Regions from separate parts of the Mus musculus genome. Here region 2 is linked to region 1. The links are chromatin contacts, called in public Hi-C maps. All regions are on one chromosome and are shown on one strand. Each heading gives the region's core, a stretch centred on a gene start, on an enhancer-like site or on the middle of the called end of the contact. The rest is flanking DNA. Distances are from core to core; before and after follow the strand shown. Region 1 overlaps Wwox (WW domain-containing oxidoreductase). Region 2 overlaps Wwox (WW domain-containing oxidoreductase).

What was found. Hi-C and Micro-C count contacts between places; a contact is called where the count stands out from the background.
Region 2: a Hi-C map of uterus shows a contact between it and region 1, with 3 times the contacts expected there. The contact joins two enhancer-like sites. A contact is called at or near these places in 7 of 484 Hi-C or Micro-C datasets (CD4 T cells, cerebellum, nephron progenitors and 1 more) and 2 of 115 datasets of contacts at active chromatin or transcription factors (large pre-B cells and vascular smooth muscle cells).

Annotation. Positions count from the first base shown.
Region 1 is chr8:114,769,859-114,777,385 of GRCm38.p6, forward strand. All of the region lies in intron 8 of Wwox (WW domain-containing oxidoreductase), which reads left to right. Among named protein-coding and RNA genes, the nearest start is that of Gm16118, 66 kb to the left of the region's middle. Within about 2 kb of position 4,448, at least 58 of the 459 cell types and tissues checked have an H3K27ac peak or open chromatin away from gene starts, as enhancers often do. A contact at or near this core is called in uterus, where this site is marked.
Region 2 is chr8:114,914,771-114,921,612 of GRCm38.p6, forward strand. All of the region lies in intron 8 of Wwox (WW domain-containing oxidoreductase), which reads left to right. Among named protein-coding and RNA genes, the nearest start is that of Gm39257, 43 kb to the right of the region's middle. Within about 2 kb of position 1,566, at least 11 of the 459 cell types and tissues checked have an H3K27ac peak or open chromatin away from gene starts, as enhancers often do. A contact at or near this core is called in uterus, where this site is marked.

The sequences.
Region 1 (7,527 bases), core at 3,198-5,697:
GAAAGCAGTCAGGGTGAAACCCGCTTTAATCAGAATTTTCATCACTAGCTGCCGATCTGAAAGAAGGAAAGCTGAGTGAGAACCCTTTGGAAAAGTAAATCCAGGGCCCTGCTGAACCCAGGTCTCCAGAGACCAGCACTGCACCCCGCTTCGTCTTGGTGTTTATTTGTTTACTCTTGTGATTTGGTTAGTTCATTTTTTTTTTGTTCTCCTCCTTTAATCAGGGAAATGTGACTTGCCCTGGAACTTTGCAGAGCCATCCGCCCCTAGCCTTCCATGGCCTCCTTTATCTTACCAGCTGAATGGATACAGAACACTTTTGCCATGTAAGCCATCCATGTAAGGTGTGTGTGATCCAGTTGCTTTAGTACATCTACAACCTCAGAACATCTAATTAGCTCTAAAAATCATCCTGCATCCTTAGACACCTCAATCACACCACACACACACACACACACACACACACACACACACACACGGCCCTAGGCAGTGGTTAATTTCCTTCCTGTCTGTAAGGACTTGCCTGCTGTGGGCACCTCGGAAAAATGGAGTTATAGTGTCCATGGTGTTCTGTGTGTTTTCATTCACTTGGTATCCTGATTTCAAATTTTTCTTGTTAACAGCTTCTACTAATACCATTTTATTTTATTTTATTTTATTTTGTTTTGTTTTATTTTATTTTTGAATGCTATTCGATGGTAGGGATGCATCCATGTCCTGTTTGTCCGTTCATCACCTGGTGAGCATGTTTACCTCCGCCCCCGTGAACTTTCACCTTGTCAGTATCATCTCCATCTGACAGATATCTTGAAATACTTTACATCGGAAGCAAAACGTGATTAGCAACGCTGGAAACTGTGGCTCTTTTCACTCCACAACTGAGGTGCGAGCGACCTTGAACCATTACCGATGTTGCTTCTCCGTCAATGAAGGAGCGAGGGGCGCTCATCCATTCCCGACTTCTTCTCTCCTTCCCAAGGTGGCCAGAGGTGAAGGGAGGGTGTTTCCAGAGAAAAGGAGGGGCTCCTTTAAGATCAGCGCGAGGCCGTCAGTATTGTTTGCGTGATTAATGAGTCCATGGTGCCGAAGCTCTCATTTAATGTATCTGCGCCTTCTAAGAACATTTCGTTTCGTGCGCTTCGACTGGGTTTGAGATTTATGAGGCCTAACTTGCAAGCGATGTGCGCCCGGATTAAGGGAACCTGAGACTGTCTATTTATGTCTGACCCGAGGAAATTCCCTGTAAGCTGCTTATCGGAGGCGCTTGCTAAGGGCATGATGGGAAGATGGAGTCCTTTGGTCCCTGGTAAAATCTGGGATCTGCTCTCTTGCGTTTTCATAGTGCATTCAGAAAGTAAGTCCACCTGTGTGTATCTGCCCGATGATCCACTGGGATAAATTTAGTTTTAAAATACATATACTCTGCGACTCTCTGTTTGACTGCAAATGCGACTCTCAATTCGACTCCAAATACCAACTCTTCTGGGTACATGCATGTTTAATTCTTCGTTGTCAAACACCATGTCTGATCAAGGTGATTTTGAAGAATTTAATGCAACTCTTTACTCTCCATCTATTAAAACACGCATGGACTGAACTCTTCCTATCTGCTTTTTTTTTTCTTTCTTTGAAACTTTTTTTCACACTGTAACAATTAGGTGTCTCTAAAATCTTGTGAGAAGTGCACGCATTTACTGTTTCTCCACCAGGGGGCACTGTGGTTCGGCTGCCCATTTAAACAGCCGGTCTTCTATCCGTTTACCAGAAAATACACAGAAGGAATCCTATCTGGACGCAAACAGATGTCAACTCTTTCTCCGCACTAGCAAGCGGTAGTGTTGTCAAGTTTGTTAAACTTAGCTCGCTGGAGATTAACATGCAATGTATAATGTGCATGTGCCTAACTGTATAATAAATAGTAAATCACATTTTTATGCTTTCTCTGAACTTGGAGGCTTGCAAGTTATTATTTTTTTATTCCCTGGGTGTGATGAAATAAATAACCTTAAAATACATTTTAAAGATGTCAGTCAGGGAGGGGAAAAAAGTGCTTGGCACCGGTATTTGATAGATTTCTTTTGTGATTAATTCTCTTGTTGAGTTTTAATGACTTTAAAGATGTAAAAGCTAGAAACTACAAAACTAGACATGGTTAATAAATAACCAGAATAGCAGGTGTGGAGAGACACATCTGTGGGAAACTGAAATAAAATGTATCTCTAGGTTGTATTTGGAAATAGCTCTTTGGGGGGGGGGGGAGGGAGTTTTAAAACAGTGAACAGCAAGGTTGCTTTTATTTTTTTCCAGAAAAATTCTTTCAGAGAGTGTTCTCTAAAACCCACACATGTACACTGAATTATTTTATGACCTAATGTTTATTAGCGAGATCCATGTCTTGAAACGCATATGTCTTCCTGGAATTTTTGGAAAGTATTCACAAACATCTTCTGGTATTTTTTTTTTCATGCCTCTTTACCCAGCTCCCTTTCCTGGCTCTAATGCAAAGTGCTTTGCTGATGAACTGCCTTTAACAGGCCCAGAGAGCTGGGCCATTCCAGAAAACAGAATTGTGTGGACTGTGTTTCAGTAATACTATCATTTTCCCCCCTTCCTTGGACACTCAGAATTTATGAACTATGACCCAGTTTATCCTGAGAAGCTCTCTGTGGATCCAGGAGGGTGGAAGAATGGATGCCGGTCTCCAGACAGCAAATATAAGGCCCTTCACAGGGCCTTTTGCCTTGTCCCAGATGTGTAAAGCTCCTGTCACCCTATTGGAAGGCTGGATCCAGCCCATTAGCTCCACCCCCACCCCTCACCCCTACCCTGTCACAGGCAGTGCTGGGGTATTGACTTTCCTAGAACATTTCAACTTGAGTTCTTAAGCCCAGCAGTTTATAAACCAAACACACATTAATTAATATGAATAATGACTTGGAAGAGTCACAGGCCCCCAGAAGAAGAATGTATAAATGGACATATTTGCACATATGCTTTTGTGTCCAAAAGGAGATAAATGGTGTGTTGAACACAATCCCGTCTCCTCCGTGAAGGGCTATTATTGTCCCCGTTTTTTTTTTTTTTTTTTTTTTTTTTTTCCGACTCCCCCAAGTACAATAGGCCAGGCACATTTCACACAAGGCAGCTTCCCGCCCCAATCTCCAGAACTTCAAAGTTAAAAGATCTTTAAAAATAAATAAATAAATAACCAACACAGGTCTTATTTTTGAAAGCTCTGGATTGTAAATGAAGTCTAATTATCTACCTTCCCCGTGGCTGGAGGGAGGAGGCAGACAGAATATTCTGCCCTTCTCTTTGTATTATTTCCTTCTAAATGAACACACTTGCCAAGTGTTCAAGGCGACTTCTGCCACTACTGCACCTTATCTAAGTAGCCTGCTTTCTAGAAGGAAGGCAGGCAGCATCCTGCCAGGCAGACCCTTGTCCAGTGACTTTCCTATCAGCCCTGTTCTGGATAAGAGCAGCATAAATAAGCTCACACACACACACACACACACACATACACACACACACACACACACACACACACACACACACACACACACACACACTCCTTTCCCTGGAAAATCATCTTCTCTTTTTAAGGATCTGGGATGGGGGGTTTAGCTCAGAAGCCAGTGAATGTGAGCATTAATATCCAAGCCCAGAGAATCACTGCCTGACAGTGTTGCCTGACAGTGGCTTGCCTAAAAAGAGCAGGCTTCTTTCTCATTCCTGCCTAGGGAAGTTGGCGGGTCCTGCGGTCAGCAACACCCTCCTTCCCAGTCCTGGACGTGCCTTCCAGATCTTGCTAGCACACACACACAGCATGTAGACTGAAGGCTGGAAGGCGCCCCAAACATTTGGCCAGGAAGAGGCAAACAATTCCAGCTGGCCCACGTGCTGCGCTTTAAAAATTACCCAGATGAACTGATTTTGTAAAGAGCGGGTGGAGGGGACTCCAGGGCTGGGGGGGGGGTGTGGAGGGGACTCCAGGGCTCTGGGGGGTGTGGGGGGGTGTGGGGGATCAGGGTGCCGATTCAGCCTCTACTTAGTCACAAGCAAGTCATGATTCTGAGACAGGCAAGGGTTGGCTCTGCAGAGCACATTGCCTTGGCTGAATGCAAGAGACAAGAGATGATCTGGTAGGAAGGTTTACCACCTTGGCCTGGCCCCTTCCAGACCCCTCACACCACAGGGTCTGCTTGAGGATGACGTTGGTTTGCCAAAGAGGTATGTCTTCGCCAACAGCTGCCTCCCAGAGCCAGAAACAAGAGGTTTCGAGTTTGGGTGGGGGGGGGGGGGGCAGGGCTTCTGTGGACGTGAAAAGGCTGCCTCAGAACTGTAAGGCATCTCTCCAAATGTGCTTGGACTCCCTGCTCTCTCGTTCCCCCACGGACGACTGACAGGCCGCATTCTCTTGGCCCCATGCCCAAGTGAGTTCTTGGCACACATCAACATTGTACATCGCTTTTGCTTCAGAGAAAAGTCGGCTCGGTGACTTAGCCGCTCTGTCGAGCCGGAAGTCTCGCTCCTGTGCTCCTAAAATTTCATATTAACCTGAGAAAGAGAAGAAGAAAAAAATGAAAGGGAATCTTTCACTCTTTTTTTATTTTACTCTGTCCAGTCCTCAGAGGTGGGCGCTCAGAATCTCCCCAGTCCTACCCACCTACTGGAATACCCTGTGACCGGCAAGGGACCGTGTGTCTCACTGCCACACCTGTCCAGTTCCAGCAATGTCACGTTCACCAGCTGGCTCCTGTTAGAAGGTTGAAGCTGATTAATTATAACTTACCAGAGGCCTGTTCTACAGTAAGACTCGGGCCCTGTCTGTTCTGTACCACTGTGGAACACACAGGAGAAGCAAGATTCTTCTAACGAAGACAAGGTGATCTCAGATGAAGAGGTCAGCCCAGATAGCATTGCTTGCTACCTGTCCACCCAACCATGAGCAAATGTGTAGGCTGGACCAGCCCGTGTTCTGATAGAAGAGAACACTAGCGATTTCTCTGTGTGCTGCTCTGTTTAAAGGAACAAGTAACGGTAATAATATCTGAATATAAATTAATTTTGAAAGGATTGGGGAGGTGGCTCAGCAGGTAAATTGTTTGCTGAATAAGCATGAGAACCTGAGGTCAGATCTCCAGAACCCACTTAAGAAGGCTGAGCACTTGGCTCCAGCTGAGGAAACCTAGGTAGAGATAGAGACAGATCCTAGGGTCCCTGGCAGCCAACTGAGCTGAAATGGCGCATACTGAATCAAAGGGGTAGGGGAAGGCATGTATAGAGAGTAGTAGAGGAAGACATCTAATGTTGACTCTGTGGGGAATTGGTGTGAACATCACGTGCACACGCATACATATACACACTACAAATGCACACAAATATAAAACCGTACTGAAGAAAAAGCAAAGACGGGAGAGGTGGCTCAGCATCAAGAGTGCTCATTGCTCTTCTTTTAAATGACCCACGTTTGCTTTCCAGCTCCCGTAGTAGGCAGCACATAACCACCTGTAACTCTAGCTCCAAGAACTCTGACATGCTCCTCTGGCCTCTGCAGGCAGCTACATACCCATCGCGCGCATGCACGCACACACGCACACTCTCGAGTGCACACACACACTCACACACAAATTTTGGCCAAGCCACTATAGATCTAATTTTAAATGCAAAGTCTGAGTTATGCCCAGGAACCACGGATATTTATTTAGAGCAACTGACCATCGTGGGGGGGGGGGGGGCACAGATACAACTGGCAAAGGCAACCAACAGGCCCCGTCTCGGACAAGTGCCAGGGTACTCTGGTTCCCGTCTTGTAGATGTGTCCCAGCTGCACCCTCTCCTGGGAGTGCTTTGGAAGATGGCTAGTGTGCTCAGCTCATTAAATCTGTGTGTCTCTGATGTGAGGTTTTGCAGATCCCTGCAAACAAGCCCCCAGCGGGTCACATCGGGTCCCTTATCCTTGAGGAAACAGGCACATGGCATCTGTGTTTCAGTGGACATCCTATCTGGGGCTGCACCAGCATCCTGCCGTGGTCCTGTCCCTCCCTAGTCAAGCCTGCACAAATGATGTCTCCTGATACTGCATGTGGAAAGCATGCAGAAACCGCATGTGGTGTCATGGAATTGAGACATGATGCACGGAGGTGATGGCGGAGGAGGCGGCTGCTGCTGCTGCTGCTGCTGCTCCTGCTGCTGCTCCTCCTCCTCCTCCTCCTCTTCTTCTTCCTCCTCCTCTGTGGGCTGCCTAGAGAGAGAGAGAGCAGTCTCAGCTTGATGAATCAATATTGTTTTTGCCTTTGTAATGATAGCAAATAATTCACAAGAAGATTGCGATTTTTTTCTCATTTAAAAATACTTATTTAACTTTTAAGTATGTGCACATATATGTGCCTATGTGTGGGTATGTGCACATGAGGTACCAGTCGAGGGGGCAGATTCTCTGAAGCTTGAGATACGGCTCACTGTAAATTCTCCAATGCGGTGTTGGGAACCGAACCTCTGCAGGAGCAGAGAGTGCTCTAACCATTCAGCCATCTCTCCAGCTCCGTGATTGTTTCTTATTAAAACAAAACAAAGCAAAACCCTCTAAGGAGTAGACAAAAGCTAGTGGGGAGGCCGTCTATTGATAGCCCTGTCAACGGGGACTGCAGTTGACTACTCTCTATAGTGGGGTCTATTCTTCCCACTTTCTTTGTGGGCCTACCAACTCTTCCAGATACAACTTTCTGATAATCTTCTGCTGTTGTATTTCAGGCATTGATCACCAGCCTGTGTTTCAAAGGGTCCCTGTCTGTAAGATGACAACACAGGGGTTTGTTGGCAGAATCTCCTGGTGTGTGTGTGTGTGTGTCTACTTGTGTACTTTTGTATAATGCCCACTATGTTCACTCTGAAGGGAACTCTCTCCCTACATGGCCCTGGGGCTATGCAGTAACTGAGTTATTCAATTAATATCAGAGCTCTGTGCTTCCTGCATTTTTCTTTTCTTGAAACCACATCTGACCATTACCAGTGCTTTTGTAGCCAAGTCCAGCTTGTGGCCGCGGGGTCAAGCTGGGCCAAGGATAGATGTAAATGCTTCCCAAAACAAACTCAAACGCCCACTTCGAGTGTTTGAAGATACCGTTTTTTTGAAAATTTTGTTTCGTGACTCAAGGTCGTGGTTCTCTACCGAGAACTCTGTAGATGGCAAAATCATGTCCTAAAGTTGAAAGGTTGGTAAAGAGACTTCCGAGGTCCATTGCGTTCCAAATAGTGGAAAGATGTAAACACAATCAGACCCTGTGTTTAAGGATATTGCCTTGATGTCTTGAGAGCAGCCATGGCAGGCATATTTGCCCCACAGGAATGGGCAAAACCTACACAGGGAAGCAAGATTGCTTTATCTATGTGGTCTTAATGGAGAAAGTGGTTACAATGTTCCCATTGCAGAATAGGTTGTAGGCTAACTAACATACCTGTACCTATTACATCATGAACGCACAGAACACCGAATTAAAAACTGACTTATCCAATCCAGCGAAG
Region 2 (6,842 bases), core at 316-2,815, 140 kb after region 1:
AAGCCGACTCCCCGTTAATTCCCTGAAGTGGACAGGACAGTTCCCTCTGCTCAGCACAAACCTTAGCGTCCGTCCTGAGTCAGCCAGTTCCACCCTGGTGGCCTCAGCAGGCTGCCCTTTAAGATGGAGCCTGTTCTCTGCCTAGAACAGAGAGAGAGAGAGAGAGAGAATCCATTGGTCAACTGGTCCAAACCAAATGCCCCCAGACCCCAGCCTGCCTGCCGCTTTGCATTCTCCTGCTCTGAGTCCAGGGTTGGAGGTATTCGTACCTAGCTGGTTCCCAAATATTGCCGAAGCTCTCTGAGTTCTTGGGTCTCTTCTTGGAGTGTTCATTCATTCATTCATTCGGGCTGCTCCAGTTTCTGCCCTGACAGAGAGGCCCGTCGTGCCCACAGTTACGTGACAGTGGAGTCGGGGTCTGTGATGTCACTGTCGGTGTCACTGTATTAGCAAGTATTAGCTGCTATTGTCACTGCACCCTAACTGACTATGGTGTTTACCCTTGAAAACGGGACCCATCAGGATATAGGTTGGACCGAGCTCACGCCGCCGCCACAAAATGAATATCATAGCTTTTTAACAACCTGAGAACCTTTCAACCTGAAGTCACCCATTCAAAGCAGAGAGAGATTTTCACCATGAGATTCCTGTAAGCAGATGTGTCTCTTCCCTTCTAGGCAGCAATTTTAAAAGTGTATTTCTATGTATATATGTATGCACGTGGAGGGGACATGCCACTGTACATGTGAAAATCAGAGGGCTACCCCCTCTCTCCTTCTCCCAAGTGACAGGAATGAATGAATCCTAAAGAGACATTCGTGCTCACGTCTGGCTATTGAATGAGCCCCCAAGAAATTAGAATATTCCTAGGAATCTCCTGTTTGGAGAAGAAAAGTCTGAAGGCCTGGGGTCAGCCAGAGGAGGGACTTACCACCGGGAGAAAAGCTTACCATTTGTCAGATGACCTTGCTGGAGAGACTTGGAGCTGAGACCGTGGCTGACTCTTATATAGCTCTTGCTTTCTGTTTAATCCTCCCTGTGCCCCTCCTCTAACTCCCCATGTCAGGACCCCGGAGAGGAACTTGAGAGTTCTGGGCACAGGAAGGACTCCTAGCTTTCCAACAGGGCACTTGGATGGCAGCTGGTTACTCACTCCTCTAGAGGTGAGGAAAGCCAAAGCACAGCATGTCTTCTACCCTCCCCATGCCTGTAGATATTCATAAATGACCTTATTTGGAAGCATTTTGATTTTGATTCTGGTGACAAGGGGAAGGGTTTTTTTATTGTTGTTGTTTGTTTTTGTTTTTGTGTTGTCTCCTCGCTCTCTGATGATCACTGTAACATGGTCCACCACCTGAAGTATTGCTTAGATAGACTGAAGACTCTTAGCATCTCTTCTCTTCACAGGTTCTGGTCAGAGTTTCCATTCTGACTTTATGACCCAGGAGGGATATAAAAGATGTCTGAGGTCATCTTGTCCAGTCACAGCCAGGCTAGGATTGTTCCCTTAAGGTGTAGTCGAGTTACGTGGTCCGTGCTCATTTCGGATGACGCACTGCTAAGATCAGAGGACTCTGGCCGTGTGGATTCTTGTCTTGTGTGAATCAGAGTCCAGCAGGAAAAGACTAGAGGAGCCAAGTCTGCCCCCAAAAGATTCCTCCCCTCGTGATGTTCTTCCAGTGGTCATTTTTGCTATAAATCTCCACACAGTGTGGGAGTTGAGTGCACACTGTAACTAGACCTAGAGACTATTTATCCTAAAATGTAAGAAAAAAATCCCCCAAATGAAAATGAACTCCGAGAACCCGCTCAGGCTACAGTAGCATGCACACCCAGTGGTGGCAGTGTGTATAAAAATCACACCCACAGGACATGGATTTGCTTACAGGATGCTGAATGTAACCGCATTTTGCTCCCGCCTGCCAGGAACACAATCCATACCCTGCCTGCTCTGCTCTGACCCATTGCCTTCATTTTTGCTCGCTGGGGAAAGAGACCCTGTTTTTCAGGATCTGCTTCTTTTCTGATGGTATCGGTCACTGTGAAGAGCCCAGCACAAGGCTACTTATGACTAACGTAGGGATTTCAGGGCAAGCTTGAGAGTTGGGGGAAAAAAAAGATCAAAAGAAAGGATAGGAAAGGACAGGGGGATACAGAATATGAGAGACTTGGAAACGGGGAATTGGAATAGACATCTAAAATAAAACAAAATGGAAGATGGAAGACGGGGAAGAGATCAGATGGTGCAAAATGAGGAAAAAGAAAGGATAACAGGCTTGGGACAAGAATTTACATTTAACCAGGGATTCATCCCCAAAGTGTCACCTTCTAGATCCTTCCTTTGCTATCGGATTTCGGTTCCCCAAGTATGCCTCATGGGTCAACTGTATCAGCAGCATCCCCTGGACATTTGTTAGAAATGTCACATCCCTGGCCAAGTTGCAGATGTCTTGAGTCAGAGAGTCACGTGGTAACAGAAGCATGCTCTGTTAACTGGCAAGTGGTAACTGCTCCTGTTTAAGAACCATCGCTGTTTGGTTTTTGAATGACTCTCTCCAGTTGCTTTCAGGATGGGTCCAGCAGTTCTGAGCTATTTCTATCTGTAGAGGATGCTACCCCTACTTCCTGTTTTTCTTCCCCCCCCCCCCCCCACCTCACCCCCAACCATCTTTCTAACAATGACAAAACCATTCTCTTCTGCCAGAAGACAAGTGTCACCTGGATGGCAGAGCCCTTTTCTCCTGAGGTCGTGCTCTGGAAGACATACAATGCTGTGGGCTAATCTACAGAGCCCTTCTCCGAACAAGTGCCTGAGTCTACAGTACAGACACAGACAAGCATGCGTGTGCATGCGCACACGTGCGCGTGTGCACTCACTCACACACACACACACACACACACACACACACACACACATCTGCATAGCTATATATCCCACTTTTCTTCCTGCATCCCCAGTTAGCACATCATGACTGACAAGAGACTAAGGACCAAGGACCATTAAGGACACGTTTTTTGTTTTTTTGTTTTTGTTTTTGTTTTTTTTTTTCCTAGATGGTGGTGGTGCAGGCCTTTAATCACAGCACTCAGAAGGCAAAGACAGGTGGATCTCTATGCATTTGAGGCCCACCTGGTCTACGGAGTGAGTTCCAGGGCAGCTAGGGATACAACAGAGAAACCCCATCTCAAAAAACCAATAAACATACAAACAAACAAATAAACAAATGCATGCATGCATACATACATTCATAGAAAAAGAATAACAGTAATGACAGTTTTCCCAAGGAGTTCCACAGACATAAAAGGTTATGATCTGTACAACCATACAAATGAACAGCTACATTTTCGTCCACTTTTGTCCACTCTGTGGCTTTCACTTGCAGCGCTCAGGAAACCCAAGTGGCTTTAAGCAGAACCTGGCCATATGCACCCACCACATTCTGGTTGGTTCCTACAACGTGATAATCACTTAAAGTCAAAAGCACGGCAGTTCATCAGGTCACATTTTGAGCTAAAGGCGTCTCGCTTATCCAAATGGAAAAAATCAAAAGTCTAAATGTCTCCCTTCGTTTTTAGCATGGGCCACAGTTGTTCCAGGGTTAGTTGTCTTGCACACTGATAAATATTTATCACGGTTAAGTGAACAATTATTGGGAGACAGATACTGGTTTACGATGCGGCTTCTTGGGGTGTCCTAATTGTGCCTCCGCCTTGCCGTTTTATGTTTTATCGGAATATGCAGACATATACTTTATGAGGTTGGGTAATGAAGAGCGAGAGGCCCCAGTAAACATATTTGCTAAGAGTCATGGTTATCTACAACTCAGCAACCCTGGGTTAGCATCACCCATATTACACAGTACCAGGCAAGCAGTTCATAGCTCAATTAGACCTTACTCGCTTCATTTTTAGGCATTATGTTATTCTAAATTAACACTATATTTCATATTCTCCAGGTCTAACGATTAACCAGATTTTGGAACCTTCAGGGTTTATTATTTAGTAATCCCCGAAGCTCTCAAGCAGGCGTTTTTTGTTTTTTTTTTAAATTCCTGCATTAAAAGAGATTAAAAATTAGCCGAGATAGCCTGTTAAATAGCCGTCTCTCTGTCCTTTGCTAATTGTGCCCAGGAATGAGAAAAGAAAACGCAGGCGAGGTCAGATGGGGATGTGCCAGCAAACTTGCCACCTGCTCATTGTCTGCTGAAATTGGGGTTATTTAAATTAGTAAATAATTGTGAAATCTCCATAGAGTGTCACAGAGCAAACAAATCAGAATGGGAGCTGTTCTCTTTCCCCTTTATACTCAAGTTTTCAGCAATAGCAATGCATTTTTGAATGTAAATATAAAGGTAAGCCATAATGGAAACCATCAAATGGAAAATAAAATTATAAAATTAAAAGTGGCCAGACGTGCAAATGTTTTTCAAGATAGTGGCTAAATTAGCCCTTGAAAGCATTAAACATTAAAAAAAAAAAGGCGGTGTATCATTAATGTGTGTGCAGGCACTCACACGTGTGCATGCAGAGTTCTAAGGATCAAACTCAGAACATTAGGCTCACATACCCAGTATTTTTACCCAACGAACCATCCTGCTGGTCCTAGGAATTACTTTTATATCTTGTGTCGTCTACATCCTTGCCTGTTAATCAGATAGAGGAATAGTTTTCTTTCCAAATATCTCAATACATAAAGATCACTTCCGATGGTTTGTCGTATCGCTTGCTATTTTTCTTATATGGGGGTTCTAACAAACCCGGTTTTATTCTGCTCTCCGTGTATAAACTCACTTCTGTATTTTGCTGTTGCATAGAAAACAGTCATTCTCAGAGACGGGCAGAATCTGCCTTTGTTACATAGACCACAACCCCGTCATGTGTGCTGCTTTGTGCTCTATGAGCTAGCCATTCACACGCTGGTCCTTTAAGTACTCTCTACACATTGTCCTTTCTCCTTCTGTTCCAGGGACATTCTTCCTTGGACAAATACCTAGAGACAGTTCGTTGGTCAGAATGTCGAGAAGCGGCAGCCTAAGCCACTTCTACTAGCATCCAGCGTGGGGAGGTTGCCTTATATCCTGTAATGCACAGGACAGACACTCATTCAGATCCCCACTGGTCTAATTGTCTATAGTGACCCCATTGAAAAGCTCTGTTGCCACACAGAAACATGGGGCATTTACCAAACTCTGCTCTGCCGCCTGTTGGCTGTGCATTTCATTTCTGCTGCCTGCCCATAACATCCAGGCAGCCTCAACCTCCCATCTCTCTAAGAAACCTTTGCCGGCAGGCTGGGAATGTGGCTCAGTTGATCAAGGTCAACCATTTGCCCGGCATGGAAAGGAAAAAGCACTGGGTTTAATGGCAGTGCCCACCTGTAATCCCAACCCTCCGGGGTCAAAGGCTGGAGAGGATCAGAAGTTCAAGGTCATTCTTGGCTATTTAGCCAGTTTGAAGCTCATCTGTGCTACATGAGACCCTGTGGAAGACAGACAGACAGAGAGACAGAGACAAAGAACTCTCCCTTTGCCAAGTCCTAACATGGCCTGTTGTACTTCTCGCAGACAGACAGACCATCCTTGACTGAATTTAGTCAAGCTAATATATGATCTTCGTCCCTTTGACTTGTGGAATCTTCATAGGCCAGTCTTTTTGTTTTTTTTTTTTTTGTAGAGAGTCTCTTCCTATATAGCCTTTGCTAGTCTGGAATTCAGAGAGACCCATGGCCTCTATCTGGAATTAAAGGTGTGGGCCACCACATCTGGCTTCACAGTCTAGTCTTAAGGAGTCTCCCTAAATTGGAGACCTAAACAAAAACCCTTCTTGACTCACCCGGGCATACCTGTAGCAAGAATCTTGTGAAGTTTATTATGATGAATTCCATCCCCCTTGATAGTACCACTTAGTGACCTTGAACTCACTGCCTGTGGCATCCCCACCTTGGCTTTTTTGTTTTTTGTTTTTTTATTTTTTTGTTTTTTTGGTTTTTCGAGACAGGGTTTCTCTGTATAGCCCTGGCTGTCCTGGAACTCACTTTGTAGACCAGGCTGGCCTCGAACTCAGAAATCCGCCTGCCTCTGCCTCCAGAGTGCTGGGATTAAAGGCGTGCGCCACCACACCCGGCTTACCTTGGCTTTTTGTTGCCTGATGCCTTTATCCTGTTCAGAACTGTACCCCGCCTCTCTTTCCATCTGAGGTAGTCCCTTCCCAGTAGGTAACAACTCTGTTAGTCTGAGGTCAGATGGACCATGCCATGGCATTGACATACACATAAAATAACCTTGTTTGATAAAAATGTAGACGCATTTGGTAGAAACAGGATACAGACATCAGGGTACTCGACTCCAAACCCAAAAGGACTCTACTAGCCTGGTCTCTTGCCTCTCGTCCACCTCAGCATTTTCCTGGCCGAGTCTGGCTGCATATATGAATAAACTTCTACCCTTAAGTTCCTGAATTATTTAGGCACTGCTAGTGAGTCTGAATATGCCTTACAGTAGGATGTATCGGGTATGCGGACGCCTCCAGAGCACCCGTCAGCTTACCCAGGATGCTTTGACGTTATCTCTCAGCTGTACATCAATACCCAGGGATTTTTCAAATGTCGAAGATGCCCTGAGCCTTTGTGTTCAGGTTCCCATAGATGACATCCAATTGTGAAGCCCAGTCTAGTCTTTATATCCAGCATCGTTCCTTGACCACCTTTGATGGTCCCCGCTGAGCTGACATATGTGATATATCGTCACTAATGGGTTCTGATGTCATAAACAAGTATTAATGACTTTTTTTTGGAAAGTGAAAGTGCTTTGAATACAAGTCTTTATTGCCTTGGAAGTTCATAA